Linked DNA regions of Mus musculus: region 1 is linked to region 2. The links are chromatin contacts, called in public HiChIP or PLAC-seq maps. All regions are on one chromosome and are shown on one strand. Each heading gives the region's core, a stretch centred on a gene start, on an enhancer-like site or on the middle of the called end of the contact. The rest is flanking DNA. Distances are from core to core; before and after follow the strand shown. Region 1 holds the start of Ngp (neutrophilic granule protein). Region 2 holds the start of Gnai2 (guanine nucleotide binding protein (G protein), alpha inhibiting 2).

Region 1 (6,152 bases), core at 1,111-3,610, 2.8 Mb after region 2:
ATTTGGATGAGCATTTTGCTAAAAGACAGACAGATAGACACTAAGCACATAAAACATGCTAAAAATAATTAGCCATTAGTAAAATGTGATTTAAAACCACAATAAAATAACATCCCATCACCAATGCTGCACTCAAGCAGCTAAGGCAAGAAGTTTTTGAATTTGAGGTCAAAATAACCTTTTGAAACGGAGGTAGGGTTGCAAGATAGTTAGTATTCGTTTTGAAACAAAGAGATAGTTGCCTTTTTCCTGGACCAGGAAGTGCAGAACCATTTATAGTTAAGGTTACAGACATTTAATCCTAAGCAGGACTGGGCCTAGCTTGTCTTTACTATAAGATGGCTTCTAAGCCTAAGATGGAGGCAGGCTGGTTTGTCACCTGATAACAATGGCTCCTTAGCCATGGGATGGCGGGGAAGCTAACAGCCATTTCCACTAGCAGAAAGGTGGGGCCTTTTTGGTCCTCTCTGAAGATGCTTCCCGGGACGACCTATACCCACTAACAGGAATTTTTGTCCCTTTGCACAGTGAGCTGCTGGGGGCAAAACACAGTGAGGATGCTAATGTCAGCTCTGTGAGGGGCTGGAGGGCCATGGATTGTCAGGTCTTAATTTTTCAAAGTTTTATCCTTGATCTTATCCAAAAGGCTAAGGATGACTGACAAAGAGATGGCCAGTGGGTAAAAGGTATTTGCTTTGTAAGCCTGATGTCCTGATGTTTATCCTGGGACCCACGTGGAAGAGAGAACTGTTAGGGACCAGGTGCTCCCCCAGCCCGCCTTCGGTGACATTCAGCTCTGGCAGCTATGGCATCACCAGTCTGCAAACGCAACACGTTTCTACTGTTACCAGGAGTTGGGTACCCTTTATAAAGTCCCTGACATAAAGGCCTGCGCTTCTCCTTCCTCTCCTATTCCTTCCTCCCCTCCCTCTTCTCTCTATTCTGCCTGCTCAGTAGACCCCTCCCAAATAGATCTGGATTCCATACTTGTGTCATGGCTATGTGTGCATGTACATATACTAAATAATAAAATATAATAAATAAATATTTTATTTCATTTTAATTATTTATTAAGACAGGGACTCACTATGTAGTCTTCCTGGAACTCCTTATATAGACCAGGCTGGTCTTGAACTCACAGAGACCTTCTGTAAATAAGCCCCTTGAGGTGCAAGTAGCCAGACTTCCAGCCCCTTGAGATGAAGGTGGCCAAGCTCTACCTTACAGGGAAAAAAAAAAAAAAAAAGCCCAAGACCAGGCCATAGAATCCCACCAATGCCTGAGCTTGCCCAAGATGAAGTCATAAAATCCCACCAATCCCAGGCCACCCTGGAAAGCTCCCCCTACCCCTTGCTCAGCTCTTTGAAGCTTCTTCCCTCCCTCCCAGCAGAGGCAGCCATTTTTCTTGTGTCTTTCCCAATAAATCTCTTGTGTGATGATTTATGCAGTGTTCCTTGGTTGGCTCCCTATGGCTATGATCCCTTTTCCTCAGAGCTGTAATGCTTATACCCTCCTGCCTCTGCCGACCAAGTGCTGGAATTGAAGGTGTGCACTACCATACCACACTTTTATTTTTTAAAGACTGGGTCTTACTATGTAGCTCTGGCTGGCTTGAGACTCATTATGAAAACCAGTCTGGCCTTGAACTCACGGAGATCCACCCGGCTGTGTCTCCCAAATACTGGGTTTAAAGATGTGTGCCACCATGCCCAGTCCATAAGCAAAATTTAAAAGTCAAGATGTGGTGACACTCAGTGTTTTAAAAGTTCATGTATTTTTGGTTTGTTTTTGTTTTTTTTGAGACAGGGTTTCTCTGTGTAGCCCTGGCTGTCCTGGAACTCACTTTGTAGAACAGGCTGGCCTCGAACTCAGAAATCCACCTGCCTCTGCCTCCCAAGTGCTGGGATTAAAGGCGTGCGCCACCACTGCCTGGCTAAGTTCATGTATTTTAAAAATGTAGTTAACACTGTGGGTAGCGCCTTGAGTGTGGCTTCACAGCATCTCTTTATGAACCTGGGTGATGAGCTCACACGTGGAGTCCGTGGGTTCTGGGCAGCTATTTTCGGGATCAAAGCAGAAGAGCCAGGTAGACCGAAGAGCTGTGAACGGGCAGGTCTGGAGAGGGTCGACAGGGACACTGAGGCCCAGAGTGAACAGGCAGGCCCAGCCTGCCCACAAGTCTCTTGCTCCTAGCTTAGGACTCACGTTGATGTCCTGGTTTATTGCCCAAACCTCCTTGCCTTTCTTGGCCAACAGTGTTTCATAACATTGGCTAATATTTGATCTCTAGCCAAGGAAAGGAGGGGTCCTCTTTCTAGAGACACCAGACCTTTATGTCACCGGCAGTTCTTGGGCAAGGCAGTCTCAATATCATCTACATAAAAGGGGCCAAGAGTGGTAGTGTGTCAGAGACAATGGCAGGGCTGTGGAAGACCTTTGTATTGGTGGTGGCCTTGGCTGTGGTCTCCTGTGAGGCCCTTCGACAACTAAGATATGAGGAGATTGTTGATAGAGCCATAGAGGCATACAACCAAGGGCGGCAAGGAAGACCCCTCTTCCGCCTGCTAAGTGCCACTCCGCCTTCTAGTCAGGTGAGTATCTGCCATTCCAATCTGGAAAACAGGCAGTGCACGTTTCTCTTACCCGGGTGCTGGGGAAGTAGCTCAGTTGGTTGAGTGTCTGCCTTGCATGCAAGAAAGCCTGAATTTGAATCCTAGCACTCCACAGACGGATGCAGGAGGATGGGAAGTTCAGGGTTAGTCTCAGCTAGGTAATGAATTCTAGGCCAGCCACTTCTATTCACAGATAGGACATGTCTATACTCTCAGCCAGTCTCCTGGCATGAGACATGAAGAGAAGGGACAAAAATCTTGTTCCTATTTTATATAAGAGGATACTGAAGGGCAATCACAAGAGTGTCACATAACTGTTGGTGGGAAAGAGCACATTTTTTTTTAGACAGAATGTCATGTAGCCCAGGCTACATGGAACTTGCTATGTAGCTAAGGATGGCCTTGAACTCCTGATTCTCCTGCCTCCACCTCCTGACAGGTTTGTGCCACCATGCCTGGTTGAACCCTTTATTTATGTCACCCTAACTGACTTGGAACTTGCTATGTAGATCAGACTGGCCTTGAACTCACAGAGATCCACCTGCCCCAGTCTCTTAGTACAGAGATTCAGGCATATACCACCACTGACTTTACCCTGTAGGTCTCCATTATGGCCATTTAATAAGTCCCAGATATTGGTGGACAGGACAGACTTGGACTAGACTGATGCAGGCAATATCATGTGGCCCCTCTGTGCTTTGTTCCCTAACCTGTAGAAGAGAGATGTTCATGAGTTCTCTGTTGCTTCTTTAGAATCCTGCTACCAATATCCCACTCCAGTTCAGGATTAAAGAGACAGAGTGTACTTCCACCCAGGAGAGACAGCCTAAAGACTGCGACTTCCTGGAGGATGGGGTGAGTCACCTTCTTCCAGATCCTAGACTGCCTCCTGGAGGAAGAGAAGTCCCCTCCTCTCTTGCCTTCTTTCATGTCACCTGACCACTTCACCAGCAGTTGTAATGTTGAAGCCTTTTTCAAAATCAGATTTTTGGGCCCTGAGATGGTTTGGTGGTTTGAAGGGACCCTGGGACCCACATGGTGGAGAGATCTGACTTCCACAGCTGTTCTCTAACTTCTGTAGACATTACTCTCACACAACCCAAGTAATCAAAGGAAAAAAAAAAAGATTCTCTTTAATACCCTTTCTTACTATAAATTATTGCAATATCTCACTACAACAGCATCATGTGGCTCAGTGATAGAGTCTTATTTAGCATGTACCTGGTGCCACCAACAAAAAAAAAAAAAAAAAAAAAAAAGAAGAAAAAGAAAAAGAAAAAAAGAAGATGATGCTGTTTAAAGACAGAACCAGAAAATTTTTAAAATGTTCTTTTTACCATTCACATTTAAAGTAGTGGTTAAATTTACTGACTCATGACCCAGGAACAGGCATTGCCTGTTGACATGGCTTCACCCACCATCTTCAATAGACATGGTTTTCTTTGGGAACGATAACTTATGGTTACCTCTCCTGTAATCATCTATGTGCATGTCCTGCCGTTTATATTAATGGGTGTGCATCTGTTCCTCCCAGCCACTCTTTTCTGGGTCTGCCTTGCATCTCTGGTTTGAGGATAGTCCCTCTTTCCAGAAATGTGGGAAGGTGCCTCTAGCTCTTGCCCCCACTCACCTACAGGAGGAGAGAAATTGCACAGGGAAATTCTTCAGAAGGCGGCAGTCAACCTCCCTGACCTTGACCTGCGACAGGGATTGCAGTCGAGAGGTGAGTAGCTTTACTGCCCCATGTCCACTCCAGGCCTCTCACCACAGAGGCCGGATCCTGAGGTTAGACATCCCCTCGTGCTGGGCTCTCTCCTGGGCTCTGGGAGACACTGAGTTGCTGTGTGTGTGCTGCATACACAGGGTCTTCATCTGAAAAACCAAGCCTTTCAAAAAGTGTGGCATGTCCTTTGTCAGTATGGCTTAGATCTTCCCACTGTTAGGGGAGTGGGGAACTTGGAAGAGTTCTAGAGGAGACTCTGGGGCTTGGGAACATCACATGACAGCCTATGGAAGCCTACCTCCCCCCAATTCAGATCTGCTCAAGCCCTCTGGCCGCCTGTGGATGGAGGTCAGTCCTCCGTGACTCATCATGCCCTTGTAGCTGATACCTCTGTTGCCTCACCCTCTTCTTGAGGGGAAGACCACAGGCGGGTTGGGAAAGGACTCTCTCTGCTGTGATGGTGGTGACTGTACAGCATCTTTCCCATAGGATACCCAAGAAACCAGTTTTAATGATAAGCAAGACGTCTCTGAAAAGGAAAAGTTCGAAGATGTGCCCCCTCACATCAGGAACATTTATGAAGATGCCAAGTATGATATCATCGGCAACATCCTGAAAAATTTCTAGGGCTGGAAAGAGGAGGGAGGTGCTCCCTGCATACTATGACCTCCTCTTTACCTCCACTACCCATCTCCCCCTGCTGCATTCAGGATCTGCCCCTCCTTCCTGCCCTTCCCAGGAACACCCCCTCTAGAGTAGCTCTAGCTCCTAAAACATCCATACCTTTGTCCATTTGCTTCCTTCTGCTGGGCCTTCCTGCCTTACCCTCTATCTGAAACCCTTATTGATTCTTCAAGGCCCAAGTTCAAAAGTCCCCTCCAGCGGGAAGCCTCCTCATTCTCCCAGAGCCAAAGTCCTGCCCACATCAGTTCACTCATAATCTTCAAACCACATTGGTATTACCTGCTGTGTCCCCAGCCAGACAACCCTGTATCTATTCACAGCTGGGCCTCCCGGGCCAGTTGCAGGTAGAATGAATATTTCAATGATGTGTCCCTGGAATCCTGGGAGGACAGAACCCTGTAGACTCCTGCTCTCTGCCTAGTCACTGTGACACCAAATGCCCCTTTACATACCCAGATCCCTTAATGGGGATGTGGCAGGTGGGTGTGGTCAGATCACCTTGTGAGGCCTATAAGAGAGGTTCAATAAAAATGCTTCTGAGATTAATGACGATGTGGCTGGATGATGCACAGGTCCTGGGATGGCTGAACTTGGCGTGAGGAGCCAGGTGTCAGGCTCTGGGTTAGGGGTGAGGAGATCTAGAGTCTGTGAGGCCAGAGAAGGGGGACCATAGAGAAGTAAGAGGCCAGCTAGATGGCTCAGTGGATAGGGGTGCTTGCTACCAAACTGGACAACCTGAAGACAATCCCAGGACTTACATGATGGAAAGAGAAAACTACTGAAGGTTGTTCTCTGACCTCTGCATATGTGCACGCACACACACATTCACACAAAATAAAAAATAAGAATGTTACATTCTTTCCCTAATTTTTAAAAGAGAGGAACTGGGTCTGGGGACAGAAGAGCCCAGGAAGGCAGAGTAGTCTGTCCCCAGTCTCTCTGGCTACCTTTAGTTCCTTGGCACAAAGTTCCAGTCAAGACTTTAAACTTTCACTTGGGTATTAAGAAGATCACCTCAATCATCACTATCTGAAGGTCACTGCTTGTGTGTGTGTATGTGTGTGTGTGTGTGTGTGTGTGTGTGTGCGTGTGTGTGTGTGCGTGTGACAGGCAGGGTCATGCTGGTGAGAGGC
Region 2 (6,277 bases), core at 2,241-4,740:
GGCACTTTCACATATAGTCCTACTGTGTGCTGCGCTCCCGCACAGGCTGCAGTCTGGGCAGCAGGGGATCTGCAGGGGACAGAGTGAGGACTGCCCCGGGGCACCTGCACAGCCTGTGATGGCCAAGAAGAACCAAAGGGCTTTTCTTTCAGCATCTCCTCAATCTTGGTCACTGGTCTTCCAAAGAGCACTTGTCACCTGCTCACACAGTGTGCCAAACTGTGACCCGGTAAACTCTACCTACTCACCCCCCAACCCAAGTTCACCACATACACCCTTCACTCAGCGCACAAATGAAAAGGACCCCGCTCTGCCTTGTCTCAGGGGCCAAAACCACACTCTAGTGGGAAAGCGGGAACCCAGGGGGCAGAGAGGCCACATTAGCCTTGGTGGGACCTCAGGACGGATTCTGGAAGGAGATCCATGGATGGAATGTTAAGGAACAATTATGTAGGGGAGATACAAAGTCCTGCAGCCAGACAGACGCAGCTGTACTCTGAGACTTTGTAGAGTCCATGGTGGACACTGTTTCTCGTGATGTGTCCAGCTCAGGTTGTCACCAGAGCCCCCCAAATCTATCTGGGCCTAGCTAGTCTGTCTGGTTAAAGTGTGTGTGTGTGTGGGAGGTGTCTAGGGGGTTGCCCTGCAGGGAGACTGGTATCAGCTTCTCTACTTGCCTGACCAAGCTGCCAGGGGAAACTATCTTGCTAGAGTGTACCACATCTGCCTCTGCCCTGGTGACAGTGACTGTGCCCGCCTTCTGGCAGGGATACAGGGTATGGAGGGAGACATTGTGCGGCGGGTGGGGCAGCAGGCGTGGTTCTGGCTGGGAGGGAAGATTGGCACTTTCCCAGTTTAAGTCCCCGTTGCCTGGACAGAGTCTCCGGCTATGTAGAACTGGTGCCCAGAATCCCTAACCTGCTACAGCTGGGGTCCTGTTGTCACCTTATTCCTTGATGGGGAGTTGATTAGCTCAAGTCAAGATCCCTTCCCAGGTAGCAGTGACAGACTGGTCATGAAGACTGGGTTGTCCATTTCAGACAGAGCTCTGAGCCCTTGGCTGCACACCCTTTGCAGGGTCTTAGTCTCACCGCGGGTACTCCGCTGACACAAGGCAGGAATTCCATTTTAGAGGAAGAAAAGGCCAGAGGGACAGGATCCTGGGATGGACTGTTGTGTGAGAAAGTGCTAAGCCAGACCCTATATCACTGGCTACTGCCAGCCTAGGGTAGGAAAGGATACCAGGTATCGCCTAGCCGGGCCCAAAAGCTGAGCTGAGCTCTAAGGGACAAGCCTGTCTGCATAGAGGAAACCGTGTGTTACAGAACAGGCCAGGCGTCCTGTGCAGCCCCCTTCCCCCTGCTCTCTGGTCCAGATCCACATCTCCTTGGCCACCACAATAACTGCCAATAAACCTGGGAGGGGTTGGTAAGGGGCTCCGGGCTGGGCACTGGGAGGTAGCGGTCCCGGAAGTGCCCTCCCTAGGCCCAGCAGCAACGGACATTCCGCCGCTGCCGCTGCCGCCGCCGCGTCGACACCCACTCACTGCTCGCCGCACTCGCAGCAGAGACAGGAAGAGGCAAGCGCCCAACGCAAAGCAGCCCAGGAGGCTGGGCCGCCGCCCCTTCCCGCCCCTTCTCTTCCTCCCCGCGGCAGCAGTGGAGCGGATGCCATTTTGAAACCTCCGGGGCTGTGCCCCCAGGCCGGGTCCGCCGGGACAGTCAACAGATGGATCCATAAAGACGTACATGTTTCTCGGCCACAGGCCTGGCCAAAAAATAAAAAATAAAAAAAGCCAGGCTTTTCACAGCATGCAGGCCCCCAAGGCGGCCCTGGGGCTGAGGGGCCACACCCCCCCACATACTATCCAGCCGATTACGCTGCTGCGCGGCTTCTGCTGCTGCTAGGGCCTTGCTCCCCACAATCCAGAGGAACTGGTCTTCTCAAGTCAGGCTTCCACAGGGAGCCACTCTGACGACCGGTGTGGGTCTGGACACAAGCATCAGGCCCACTGCCTCTGCCAAAGCCTAGCTGGGATGCTTGAGCGCACACGGGGCTACAGGCAGCAGACTCCTTACCAGCCCCTCATTCAGCTTGCCCACCACCCCCACATCACAGTATTCCTCTGGGGAACCAACAGGTCTACTCAGTATCCTAGGCCATATCCCTGGCGTTCCAGCCCCGAGTGTGAGAAGCCCAGCAGCCGTCAGCAGATCTCTCCAGGCCGGCACACAGGGGCAGCAATATGTCGGTTGGTTCACTACTTCCACTTCCCCCCCATCCCAGCAGCCACCATCTTCCTTGGCCTTGGAAGTGACAACAACCCTAACTCCTCCATGTTCCCTCCTATTGCCCAGACTCCCCTGGCCCTGGCCCAGACAAGCCTTGGATCCCAGGGAATGGAACTTCCCGCAAATGCTAGAGGCCTGGCCCCTGTTTCCCAGTGTGACTCTCAGAGTCAGACCAACCTCTTGCAAAGGGTCTGCCCAGCTCAGCCTAGGCCCACCCCAGCCCCTGGTGCCCCTCCTCCTATCAACAAGGCCCACCTGGGGCAGGAGGGCGCAGAAGCAAGGGAACGGCAGAGTGTGAGAAAAGCCTTAAAAGAGGGGCAGATGATTTGGGGGTTGATACCTGCAGAGAGAGGGAGGGAGAGAGACAGAGAGAGAGAGAGAGACACACACACACAGAGAGAAAGAGAGATCTGGTGACCTGGAACAGAGGCCCTGCGGGGAATCCTGCTACAGAGAACTTGAGAGTAGTCAGTTTCCCTCTTAAAGAGGTTCTTGAAGGGTCAGAGTGCAAAGAGGGAGAATACAGATCCCAGAGTAAGGAAAAGAGGGAGTGGGTCGAGGCTTGACCAGGGTCCCAAGGAATGCTCGTGCCAAGAGAAATAGAACAGGTGGGGCTTGAAGGTGGGAGCCGGCAGGGTGCTGAGGGTTTAAGAAAAGCCTGAGAAAGTGCGGAAATACACGGCAGGGTCTGAGTTCTCTTGAGACTGGATAACAAGGGGGGGGGGAGATAGTCATACAAGGTTTGGTGTGTGGGATCTGGGATGAGTTGAGGGTCTGAATGAAGTCTGGACTAGGATTATAAATCTAGACCAATCCAGAGTTTCGGATCTTAAAAGGGTGGCTCCTACTGGTTTCAAGCGCAGGTGTAGGGTGCAAGGCCAGGCTGAGCAGTTTCAGGTCCTTGTCTGGGGATTAGCGTAGAGAGTCAAGGGTCCCAGAACGGGGCGCTGCCTCACCTAACAGAAGCAACTTCACCTCCCGCGCCGCCTTCTCGCCGTCCTCCCGCAGGTTCTTGTCGATCATTTTAGAGCGCTCGGCTGCCGCCTTGTCCTCGGCGCTCACGGTGCAGCCCATCCTGCCGTCCGCCGGCCCGGCCTGGCCCCCACACGGCCCACGGCCCGGCTCGGCCCCGCCCGACCCACTCCGCTCCCACCGCCGGCCCTCTGCGGGAAGCTCTCAGGTCCGCAGTTCCGAGCGACTGCGGGAGGCGCCTTCCCGGCCGCCGCGCACCGACGGCGGGGCGGGCCAGGGGTGGGGCCCGGGCGAACCAAGCCCGCGACTGGGCCGGGGCGGGTCTGGAGGAGGGGCCGAAGGAAATTTAGGGATGGTGATTGGTTGGAGGGCGGAGCCAAGGGAGAAGTTAGGCTCAGTCCAGCCTTAGGCGCAAGCTGAGAGCGGGGCCGCAACGAGGGAAGACACCAAGGGTAGAGCTAACACAGGCTTAGGCCTCTGGGCGGGCTGCAGGAGGAGCTAGTCTCCGATTGGATGCTGAGAGCCTGAGGCTCTGTTTCTGGACTGTAGGACTAGTTGATCTAGTAGCCCAAGGGTCAGGACTACCTGCCCTCGCCACAGGCCAAATAGAAACCAGGACTCTGAGCATTTGTGAATTATGAGAGTAAGATGGAGGAGGTGTGTCTTCTTCACTTGCTAAAACTGAGCCTATAAACTTATTTGGAGATCTACTAAACTCTGCGGAGGGTCACATGATCTCTTTCTGGACCTCGATTTTCTTTAAAGCAGCGCCCCCTCCTCTTCTGTGTAGGTTGCACCACATTAAAAACAAAAAGAGTTCACTGCCGCCTTTACACCTTTGAGTGGACTATCTTCTGTCATCTAAACGTCGTCCTTTTGCCTGATAGGTTGGGAACCTTTCTCCTGCAGGCAGCAATCCGGGGCTTCAACCAGAGACCAATGAGACTGGACTCTAGGAGAGATAGACAAGAGAGAGTTGTCATTGGACTTAAGGAAACAAACGTTGCCATGATCCTATAATCTGTTCCTTCCATCCTCTGTCAGCTTCTAGAGGCTTCTTCAGTTCCATGTCTCTTCTGGGTAGTGGCTGTGATCCTGTGGCTGTGCAAAGGTGGAAGTGGAGCTATTTCCAATCTTTGTGATCTGCTTTTTAAGAGGGGCCTATGACCCACCAACTTTGATTGGACGATTGAAGTGTGCAAGGTGTTCTGAGTGGCCCCAGACTAAAGCCAGAGAAGGACACTGCCATTAAGAGTTGGTCACAGGGCTGGAGAGATGACTCAGCGGTTAAGAGTGCCGACTGCTCTTCTGGAGATCCTGAGTTCAAATCCCAGTACCCACATGGTGGCTCACAACCATCCTTAATGAGATCTGACACCTTCTTCTGGTGTGTCTGAAGACAGCTACAGTGTACTTACATGTAATAATAAATAAATGGGGGGCGGGAGGGATGGCTCAGCGGTTAAGAGCATTGACTGCTCTTCCGCAGGTCCCGAGTTCAAATCCCAGCAACCACATGGTGGCTCACAACCATCTATAATGAGATCTGAGACCCTCTTCTGGGGTGTCTGAAGACAGCTACAGTGTACTTACATATAATAATAAATAAATGTTTAAAAAAAAAAGAGTTGGACACAGCCTCCTGTGAGAACAGCACTACCTGGACAAAGCGCGTGTTCCAGCTTCTACCCTCCAACTTGCTGGCTTGCTCTGGAGTGTCCGTGTGTCTCAATCATCAGAATGTCTTCCCTGTGGAGGTGTCATTAGCCTGTAATCATCCAGTGGTTCCCTCGGGGAACCTACCTGAAGCCTAAGCGGGCCCTGCCCTAGGCATGCAAGAAATAGGATAAGAACACATACTGCTACCTGTGGACAGTGCTGTTCTCTATCTATCTATCTATCTATCTATCTATCTATCTATCTATCTATCTATCTATCTATCTATCCACTTGTAGGACTTACCTCCAACGTGACAGATTCACAGAACACACCATGGACATGAGCACACACAGCCGAGCACAGTCTACTACACGCTGAAGACAGACAGATCCCTCTTCCAGCCAGCCCCTTCCCCCTCGGCCCAGCCCTGTGCTTTAGAGCTTTGCTCCTCTGGCCTCCCTAGTCTGCTCCTAGCAACAGCCAACAGCTCTCTCAGTTGCCAGGCAACGAGCGAACCTGTCAGCCCCTTGGAGGCCCCACTCTAGGGAGGTGGGCAGCATCCAGACCCCAGTCAATGGAGGAAGAGCAAGAATGCATTGCCTTCCCCAGGCCTGAGCTAGATCCTGTAGCCCTTGCTCCCTTCCTCGCAGCCAGCCCTGCCTTCCCAGTTCCATATTCTTCCTAGGGAGTCTGGCAACTCCGACTTCCAAGGCTTTGGCTGCTCTTTCTTTTTCATTTCCATGTGAGTCCCCAGGGATATGGCAAGGCCTCTGTCACTCCAGTCACCCTCAGTTCCCTCCATTCTACCCTCAGTTCCCGTCCATTCTGAACTACTCGCATGGTTATCTCCTCTGATTTCTTCCTGTCTGTTAGCCTCTCCCAGATACCTCAGACTCCCTCAAATCCATGGTGCCCAGAACTGAGTCTATCCTGCCCTACTGGTACCCATTCCTGGGCAGTCACTTCATGGTCCTTCCCACTAGCCAGAGCTAGCACTTCACACCCACCAAATATGCCACTGTTAGGATGACTGAGAGAAAGCGTGTCACTTCCATTCTACAAACCTCTGGCTCCCTGAGGATAAAAACCTTGCAAAAGGCTGCTTTAAACTTCGTTAGAAGTCAGAGGAGTAGTGGTGGATACCTTCAATCTCAGCACTCAGGAGGCAGAGGCAGATGGATCTCTGTGTGTTCAAGGCCAGCCTGATCGACAAAAAAAGAGTTCCAGGTCAGCCAGGGATACATAGAGAGACTCTGTCTCAAACAAACAAACAAACTTTGCTGGAGGTAGAGCAGTTGTTGCCTGAAAGAACTCTGGGGTGCTTCTGACTGTGTCTTACTTGAGACAAGTGCCAG

What was found. HiChIP or PLAC-seq counts read pairs in DNA pulled down with a chosen protein or histone mark.
Region 1: an H3K27ac HiChIP or PLAC-seq map of bone marrow-derived dendritic cells shows a contact between it and region 2, with 5 times the contacts expected there. The contact joins the promoter of Ngp here to the promoter of Gnai2 in region 2.

The regions. Positions count from the first base shown.
Region 1 is chr9:110,417,448-110,423,599 of GRCm38.p6, forward strand. It overlaps Ngp (neutrophilic granule protein), which reads left to right and starts at 2,361. Exons shown (of 4, transcript NM_008694.2): 1 at 2,361-2,591; 2 at 3,366-3,467; 3 at 4,249-4,335; 4 at 4,825-5,565. The coding sequence starts at 2,415. The coding sequence ends at 4,962.
Region 2 is chr9:107,631,853-107,638,129 of GRCm38.p6, forward strand. Gnai2 (guanine nucleotide binding protein (G protein), alpha inhibiting 2) reads right to left here and starts at 3,491. Exons shown (of 9, transcript NM_008138.5): 1 at 3,248-3,491. The coding sequence starts at 3,365.